Regions from separate parts of the Mus musculus genome. Here all the other regions are linked to region 1. The links are chromatin contacts, called in public promoter capture Hi-C maps. All regions are on one chromosome and are shown on one strand. The core of a region is the stretch at or near the end of the contact, and the rest is flanking DNA. Distances in the headings are between cores, read along the strand shown.

Region 1 (2,700 bases), core at 135-2,634:
TAATATCAAATATATGTTAGCATTGTTTACCACAGAGCACAAAAAAAAAACCCTTAAAAATAGAAAAGACAAAATGTATTAGGATGTTTTCAATAAAAATATTGTCCGTGATTCACAGCTGGGGGGGGAGGGGTGCTCGTGCAGCACCACACACCAGGGGCATGGAGAAAAGCCACTATGTTGAAAGATAGCAACCAGGAATACCTTTTCTAGTAATTTAGTTGTACTAAATCAGACTTTAATCTCCTCCAATTGCTTTGTACAGCGGGCATCTTGGGTTGCACATCAAGTACTTTAGTCACAGTGGCTCACGATCCTCCCACCGATGCTGTAAGGCACAGGTACTTTTAGAACCCACATCTTATACAAGAGGAAACTCAGACATGTTTAGAGAAGTTTAACCAATTGTCCAAGGGCACTAAAAGTGAGGATTCACATTCCAACTAAGCATCAGGAATCCACAGCAGTACCTCAGTCACTGTGACAGCTACTTTGAGATCTCGATAAAACCAATCACTTGCACTTAGTGTGACCAGATCTCTCCCCTCTAAAGTATCCTTTTAGTCGCACGCCCCTGTGATGGTCACAAGGCTGAAAGGTAACAGCGCGATAGACTGTGCCTATAGCTTTTGGACACTTAAGTAAAATCACACGAAGGAACTTGTGTGGTCTGAAATGGAGACACCGGCCCAAGCAAGAGGAGGGGTGGATCTCGGAGAACGAGAGACATCACCAAAATTTCTACTGCAGCCTCTAGTTCCTGCCTTTGCTTTCACTATCAGGCTCCTTCGAGACCTCAAAGCCTCCTTATTCTGGCTGCTTTCCATCTCTCCCACTCTCAAGGATGCAAGGGACGGAGGTTGGGCGCGGGGGCCTACGCTAGGGCAAAGCGGGGTTCTGAGAGGAAGGCGGGCGCCCCAGCAGACGCCGGCAGGAGCGCGCGGAAAGGCAGGTGGGGTCGCGCGGAGAGCCAAAGACAGGGGCAGGGGTGAGAGCGGCGGGAATGGAGGTGGGATGCGGACCCCGACTGAAGCCAAAGAGGCGCGGCGGAAGGAGCCGGACTGCCAAGCCGGGTGCTCCGAGAAAGGGAGCGGGACTGGAACCAGGGCATTTCCAAACCGCGTAGAAAACGACCTCGAGCGCAGCCGCGGGCCCCGTGACGGTGGGGACCCCGGTCGCCCGAGGTGCGCGGCCCCGAGCCCAGAGGCACCCACCCTTGCAGCGCCCGGGGCCTTGCGTACCTGAGGCGGCCGCCTGGCTCTCCTCCACTCCCCGTCGGTCCCCGACGCCGCCCGCCGACCCTCGGCGAGCTGCGGGGCTCCAGAAGGCCGGCCCCTCAGCTGCCTGCCGGTCCGACATCTGCAGCCCGCGCCGGGAGCGGCTCCGCAGCCAGCGGCTTGCGGCTCCGGAAACAGCCGAAGGCGAAGCGAGCGCGGCAGAGGAGAGCCGAGCGGAGCCGAAGCGAGCCACGGGCCGGAAGGAGCGGCTGGGCGGCAGAGGGTAGCGCTGGCCTGACACGTGAGAGGGGCGGGGGGGGGGGGGGGCGTGCTTTTTCGGTCGCCGGTTTTTACAGTCCGCACTTGGAAGGATCGACAAAATCTCGGGAAGAGTCTGGAAAACCCCGCCGGAAATCGTGGTATCCATAGAGACGCTGTCGGAAGTTGAGGTTGCTAGGAGGCCTTGGGCGCATCGACTGACATGTCTGAAGTCTCAGGAGATTATAATTCTGACTCCGATGAGAGTCTGAGTCTGCAGCCTAAAAGAACCAAATCTGGTAAATTACATAATGCTAACGCAGACACCTTGTTTGAGGTAAGCTCTAAGCTGTCCCCAAATACTGACCGAGACCCAGGAAATGTAGGAAATGTGCCACTAGAGCCAACCAGGACACGCAAGGGGGATTTGGTGCCCGTAGGTAAAAATCATGAGGTGCCAGACCTACAACGACAGGACGTTTCAGTAGGTGTGTTCAAAGGACCACCTACAAGAACAGGTACACAGCTACCAACAAAAATAGATCCAGAGCAGAAGACACCAGATATTCGAAGTGAAAAACTAAGAAAATCAGTTGAAGAGGAAGCTCTACCTCCATCCAAGATGACCAAATCGGAAAAGAAACAAAAAGAGTCAATTAAAGAAAAAAGTACAGAGCCATATGAGGTAACTAAACCTAAGTTCCCAGACCGGAAGCTAAGGAAGTCTACTGAGGAAGCAGATCTCAAACCTCACTTCAAGTCCACAGAGCAGTCAGGCACAGAGCAACCTGAGCAGACTAAGTTCCCAGACAAAAAACTAAGACAGTCAACTAAAAAGAAAGTCTCAGGGCCACTGGAGGATTTTGAAGAAGAATCAAGAAGACCCATTGATGAAGCAAGTCTAGAACTCTCACAAAAGAGACCATTAAAGGCTTCAAAGAAAGCACAAAAAAGCTCTTTTGATGAAAAATTTCCAGAGATGCTAGAACAGATTACTGTAGAACTACTAGATGACCAAGAGGAGACACAAGAAGAGTCCATTAAGGAGAAAGTTCCAGAACCATTAGGGGACCGGAAACCATCAGCTCAAAAGCACAAGCTGAGAAAATCAAGTGAAAGGTCTAAATTAAAGGACACATTAATAGAGCCAAGTAAGGACAAGGACCCGGGGCTACAAACACAGACTGAATTTCCAAAGGAGAAACTAATAAAGACAACGGAGAAA
Region 2 (2,706 bases), core at 104-2,603, 1.2 Mb after region 1:
GTAGTAAGGAAAATGATTCTAAAAAGTCAACATGGTTTTCAGTATTTAAAAAATAGGTAAAAAGTATGTAAAAGCCTCGAGAGACCAATAATATCCAATAGCTTCAAAAGATAAACTAAAGACCCTTAGATGTAATCAACTTTACCAACATCTGTCCGTGTCTGTTTAATATTTACAGGGAAAATATACTCACTATAATTTTTTATAGAATGGCAAGTAGGAAGTTGATGTAGGAGATGTAGAAGGGCAAAGAGAACTCAGAAAGTCTTTCTATTATGTAACTTTTGCTTTAGAATCATCAAAAAGCAACTACTTCCCCTCATACTCCTTTAAGTTTTGCACTGCATAGGAAATTTCATTCTCAACTCCATTCATGTTAACGCCTGTTGGGTCACTGGAGTCTTCGTTCCTGTCAGATTCGTGGGTCCCATTAGTATCATTAGTTTCAGAATTTCTATTGTCAGTGAATGGGGTCCCAACCACCTTATCAGGATTAGATGTTTTGTTGGACAGCTCATAGTCTGCTTTGCTCTTTTGTCCTCCAAGAAGTCCAATACCTTCTACATTTTTTTTATTGTTGTTGTTCAAAACCTTTTCCACCAAATCTAATTGATACTTCATCGTCATAATTTTCAGCCACCCCCTTGCTTCCTCCTCATTCAGTGGCTCTGTCTTACCTATTTCACACATCTGGTCAACCACAAAATTCCCCTCATCGAGTTCTAGACTGTTAAAAGCCAGGGACTTTAACAGATGCAGTAGAGTTTGTGCCCACTACTAATAGTAATGCCACTGTGCATTGCAACAGCAAATAATCCATAGCTGTCATTAGTCGGCTTGGTGCTCCATTCTTCTAGTGACAGCTTAAGAGGTATCAACAAAGGAGTGTTGGTCTTGGAAAGTCCACCACCATAACAATCAAACTCCAGTAGCAGCAAAGCATTTCAGATGAATAGTGATAATAGGCATTTTGTCAAACCAGAGACTTCGCTTTGCTTCCGTATAATAATGGCAATTTTCACAGAAATATTTAACCTCTCCTACAATTCTCTCCACTGAAACAAGGTTTCATTTCATTTCTCTCAAGGTCTTCGTTTCAACAGGAATAGCTGACTCACTCATTAGAATTCTAATTAGAATCTAATGCCTACTTAAAATCTACAGATCCAGAATTACATCATCCATTAAACATGGATCTATACTTTGACTCCTTAAATTATTCTCAGTATGATTCTTTGTCGGTATCTTAGCAGACAAGGAAAGGTTTTCCTCTGGCTCAGGGACCACAGCTGTGGCCTCTAGTCTAAGGAACAGAAAAGAACTACAAATCCCGGCAGGCCTCGCGGCACCGGCTTCTGTAGGCGCTCTGGTGGCGAAAGCACTGTTTCCTGGAATTTGGGTTCCGGGCTGCGCGGCGCAGCTTCCCTACCCTCTGGTGAGTAGCACCCGCGCACAGAGTCCTGGCCAATCCCGCTGCCAGATTGTGCGGGACGTGGAGAGCGGTGGGTCCGGTGCAGATGTGCTCCGCGACGTTTGAGCTCAGGCTCTGCCGCCCAGACGAAGCTGGGAGGAAACTCGAGCCTGTGACCCTGTCACCCTAGCTGGCGAAACCACGTGGTTCAGGTGACTCGCAGTGCCCCGCCCCCTTGGCTGTGACTCTCTCGCTCGGTGTCCTAGAGGTCCTTAGTGTGGACTGGCCACTTGGGTGGCCCAACCTTGCGTGCCCTGGAGTAGGCAGAGGTGAAGAGGGGCTACGAGTGGCTCCGCCGGCAGCCTTCAGACATCGGTGACCTTGTGGGCTCCCACGCAGAGGTAGCTGGGGCGATGAGCGTGGAGTGGTGAAGAGCAGGGGCCTCCCCAGAAGTCAGGTCACCTAGGCTTGCTACAGGCTCCAGTCTCCTTAACTCCCCAGTACCTTGGAGACTTCCAGTGCTTCCAGCAGATGTGCGGAGAGAAGACTTTCATAGTACAGCTGTCCCAGACTTCGTTGACATTTACTTGCCACGAAAGTGAGAAGCTTAGCGCTTAGTAGGCGCTCAAGATATAGTTGCGGAGTTGCTAGGAATTGGATTTTGTCCTGTGACAATTTTTCTTTAAGCGTCTTCTTGTCACTGTGGTTCACAGGCTGTGTGTATGTAGTGTGCAGCAGAGTGATGTGGAGGGCTTGTTACTACACAGAATTCAGCCCACTTCCTCTTTAAACTTCTGATTTTAGTGTGATATTTGAACTCTGGGATCGGCATGTCCAACATGAACCCAGGAGATGCCATGTCGCTACCCCGGGGACTATAAGTTTGAATGCTATTTTATAAGAAAAAGTCCATATCGATTTGTCACACTGGGTTATGGTGTGTGTGTGTGGGGGTGGGGGGTGGGGTGGGGGGTGGTTGTGTCCCTGTGGCTAGCTTCGATATTGTAGTTGTAGCACTCATGGCACCTGCTTTACACACTGCAACCCAACCCCATTACTTTATGTACATATATCCATGTAGTTTTGCCACCTGGGTCCTTTTTATCCTGGATTATATTCTCTCTTATTTTACTGTGGTATTTGGCTGATACTCAACGGGCCTTATGGTGTGAGATTTTAACTTCTGAGAGAATTTATCACACTTTATTTCTTTCCAAACATACCCCCTCAGTCCCCTCCTTGCCAGAGACTGGACTGGTGAATGGCTAGAGTGCTTGGTATAGCCATCCATCCCT
Region 3 (2,984 bases), core at 466-2,965, 1.9 Mb before region 1:
TCTACCCTCTGCCGAACTTTCTCAAACTCTAGTCTAGGATCCATGCTTTTCCTCCGCACAGGAAACTGGTAAAACAGGTTATAGACCGTTACTGTAGTCCCCACACTTGGTCTGGTCAAATCAGCCTCATGGGTGGCAAGGGCTTTTCCATTCTGAAACATTTTCACAAAGGTTTTCAGTGTTGTGTTTTTCTTGGATGAAATCTCCACAGCACCAGCCATGTCGGCTATACTTGCCAAGGCCTCTCCTCGGAAGCCATAAAATGCTGGGTTCTCCAAGTCCCGCACTGAGTGGCATTTACTAGTAAAATACCGGTTTCCCACCTTCTCTACATCGTCCCCCGCCATCCCAAGTCCATTGTCTATCACTTGAACTTGGAAGGTTTCCATATTCACTCTGATGGCCACACATGTTGCTTCAGCATCAATACTGTTAAGGGTAAGTTCTTCAACACACTGGCCCAAGGAGCTTATGGCTAAACCGGAACGCAACTTGGTTTTTACGTCATCTGATAGACACCTGATCATGGCAGGGACACATGTGGAGGGAGTGGCAGACACTGGCTTCCTTCTCTGACTGGAAAATAATCACCTACAGGAAACAAAACACAACACATACTCTAGCAAACCTCAGTTATATCACATCACCCATTTCTCTCGACTATTACAAAGAACTACAGTTAGAGTATTAAACCAAAACGCGAAAGGGAAGTATACTTCTAGTTTCTAGACAGCACACAAAACTCATGCACTGGTATAACAAGCTTCAATTCCAAAGCATTCATAATTTCATTAATTTTCGCTGTTCCTAAAATGAATGCCCTAGAGTGAAATTATAATTACGCTAGATGCTGATCCGTAAAGACACTATTCAAATTTCTAAGCACTTCACTAAAAACAGATGCCTAAATTAAACGCAGCTAAGAAACATTAGCTAGAAATTATTCATGAAAAAAGTCCAAGCTAGTTTCATAACATTTATACTTTACACAATAACCACGGCTTTTAGAAAATCCTTTGATGTTCTAAGACACTGTAAGTAAGAAGGTAAAAAAAACAATGGGACTAAGTCAAAGTCAAATCTATCAAGGAGACACAGTAAGCCATTACTTTCTCAGGAAGAGGTGGGGGTGGGGGAGGTAAAACTCCTTTGATATTTAAGTCCTGCTCCTGTGTAGCTTGATAGCTTGCAGAAAGGCCCTTATTACTGATATTCTTTTATATTGATACTCTCGGTCTTTTATATCCCCAGAACATAGCTTGGCAATAAAAAGTGAGTGTATGGGGTGGTCGGACCCTGATTCCAGGTTTTCTTATACAAACCCTAAGACTCTAGGTAGTTAAAGGTCTCATTCTTAAGTGACAACAGTGAGGCAGGTGACAGGCTCTTTTGTTTTGTTTTTAAAGCCTGGAAAAACCGGGGCTACGACAGCATTTAGCCACCGTTGGCAAACGGGGTGAATGTGTAATGAGCAGTTCTAGGGTCTGGAAAGTCGGGCATCCCGTGCAGGCCGGGCCGCGCCTGCGCAATCCACCCACCCCGCACCTCCGGGGGAGCCGGGGCCCCGCCAGACAGGCCCGCGGCAGTCACCATTGCTCCTGTCCAGTTAGACAAGCTCTCTGGACCACATTTCATCACGTGCTTTCCCCCTTCACCTCGAATCTCCTCCATCAACTCTCACCGACCAACCACCTCCAACGCCGAGCGCGCGCTCCCGAGCATGCGCTTCCGAGACACCGCCAGACGGCGTCTGCACGACGTCTCAGTGCGCAGGCGCTAAGGTGGCCAAGCTGCGCGTCCCTTCACCTGGCGGGTTCCAATTAGTTCTTTTGTCTTATTCTCTTTCGGAATGGGGTGAAAGGCTGTTTCTACTAAATTTTACTTTGCTCCCCTTCTCGTCTCCTTTGCATGTTCTAATATGTAGTTCCACATATATCTTTCTTGTTTCCTTAGTCTTTGTTCGCTAGATTGTAAACTATGTGAAAGTAGTTTGGTTTTTTGTTTACTGCTGTGTCCTGGTGGCAAGTAGATATTCAGGGAATGAATGCAGAGCATTCCTTTTTTTGTTTGTTTGTTTTTCGAGATAGGGTTTCTCTGTATAGCCTTGGCTGTCCTGGAACTCACTCTGTAGACTAGGTTGGCCTTGAACTCAGAAATCTGCCTGCCTCTGCCTCCCAAATCCAGGGATTAAAGGCGTGCGCCACCACTGCCTGGCAAGAGCATTCTTGAAAATTAAAGCTTTACGAAGCTGGAAAGGGCTGAGAAGCCTCTCTCTCTTTCTCTCATATTTTGTTTTTGTTTTTCTTTCAAAACATGATTTCTCTGTGTAACAGCCCCGGAACTCGCTTTATAGACCAGGCTGGCCTATAAACTCACGGAAATCCTTCTGCCTCTGCCTCCCAAACGCTGGGATTAAAGGTGTGCTCCCACTCCCCACCCCACCTCCACGTCTGCCCAGCCCAACTCTCTTGATTTGCAAATCAGGACATCAGGGTCCCTCCTTCCCTTCCTTCCTCTCTTCCTCCCTCTCTCTCTCTCCCCACCCCCATACCACCACGGCTTTTTCCTGCAAGAGCACAGTGAGAATATTTTGAGAATTATTAGGCAATCCTCAGTTTTTGTCTTCTGTTTCATCCAAACCTCCTCCCAGAAACTTTTTAAAAAAGATTTATGTATTTCATGTGTATGGGGTTTTGTCTGCTTGTACTTCTGCACACCAGAAGAGGGCATCGGATCCCTTGGTCTTAGAGCCATAGACTGTGTGAACCACCATGTGGGTGTTGGGAGTTGAACTCAGGACTTCTGGAAAAGTTGCCAGTGCTCTTAACTGCTGAGCCATCTCCACAGGGAGGACATCCCTCCTCCCTTTAAAGGAACTTAGGACAAAGTTTTAAATGAGTATATATTTAATTACTAACCAAACCAAATCAGACTTGTGGAGCCAATGAAGCAAACTTCTGATTATTGTTCAGTTTGCCAGGGCT

Evidence for each region. Promoter capture Hi-C pulls out the DNA fragments that hold promoters and counts their contacts.
Region 2: a promoter capture Hi-C map of stem cell-derived epiblast-like cells shows a contact between it and region 1, with 4 times the contacts expected there. The contact joins the promoter of Adck1 here to the promoter of Tmed8 in region 1. A contact is called at or near these places in 6 of 39 promoter capture datasets (3T3-L1-derived adipocytes, the C10 cell line, hippocampal neurons and 3 more).
Region 3: a promoter capture Hi-C map of liver shows a contact between it and region 1, with 3 times the contacts expected there. The contact joins the promoter of Mlh3 here to the promoter of Tmed8 in region 1. A contact is called at or near these places in 2 of 39 promoter capture datasets (both in liver).

The regions. Positions count from the first base shown.
Region 1 is chr12:87,198,845-87,201,544 of GRCm38.p6, forward strand. Tmed8 (transmembrane p24 trafficking protein 8) reads right to left here and starts at 1,385. Exons shown (of 6, transcript NM_001033475.3): 1 at 1,242-1,385. The coding sequence starts at 1,359. Samd15 (sterile alpha motif domain containing 15) reads left to right here and starts at 1,664. Exons shown (of 4, transcript NM_001290288.2): 1 at 1,664-2,700. The coding sequence starts at 1,699.
Region 2 is chr12:88,359,161-88,361,866 of GRCm38.p6, forward strand. Adck1 (aarF domain containing kinase 1) reads left to right here and starts at 1,354. Exons shown (of 11, transcript NM_001277297.1): 1 at 1,354-1,435. It also overlaps the pseudogene Gm5655.
Region 3 is chr12:85,268,884-85,271,867 of GRCm38.p6, forward strand. Mlh3 (mutL homolog 3) reads right to left here and starts at 1,716. Exons shown (of 12, transcript NM_175337.2): 1 at 1,656-1,716; 2 at 1-591. The coding sequence starts at 527.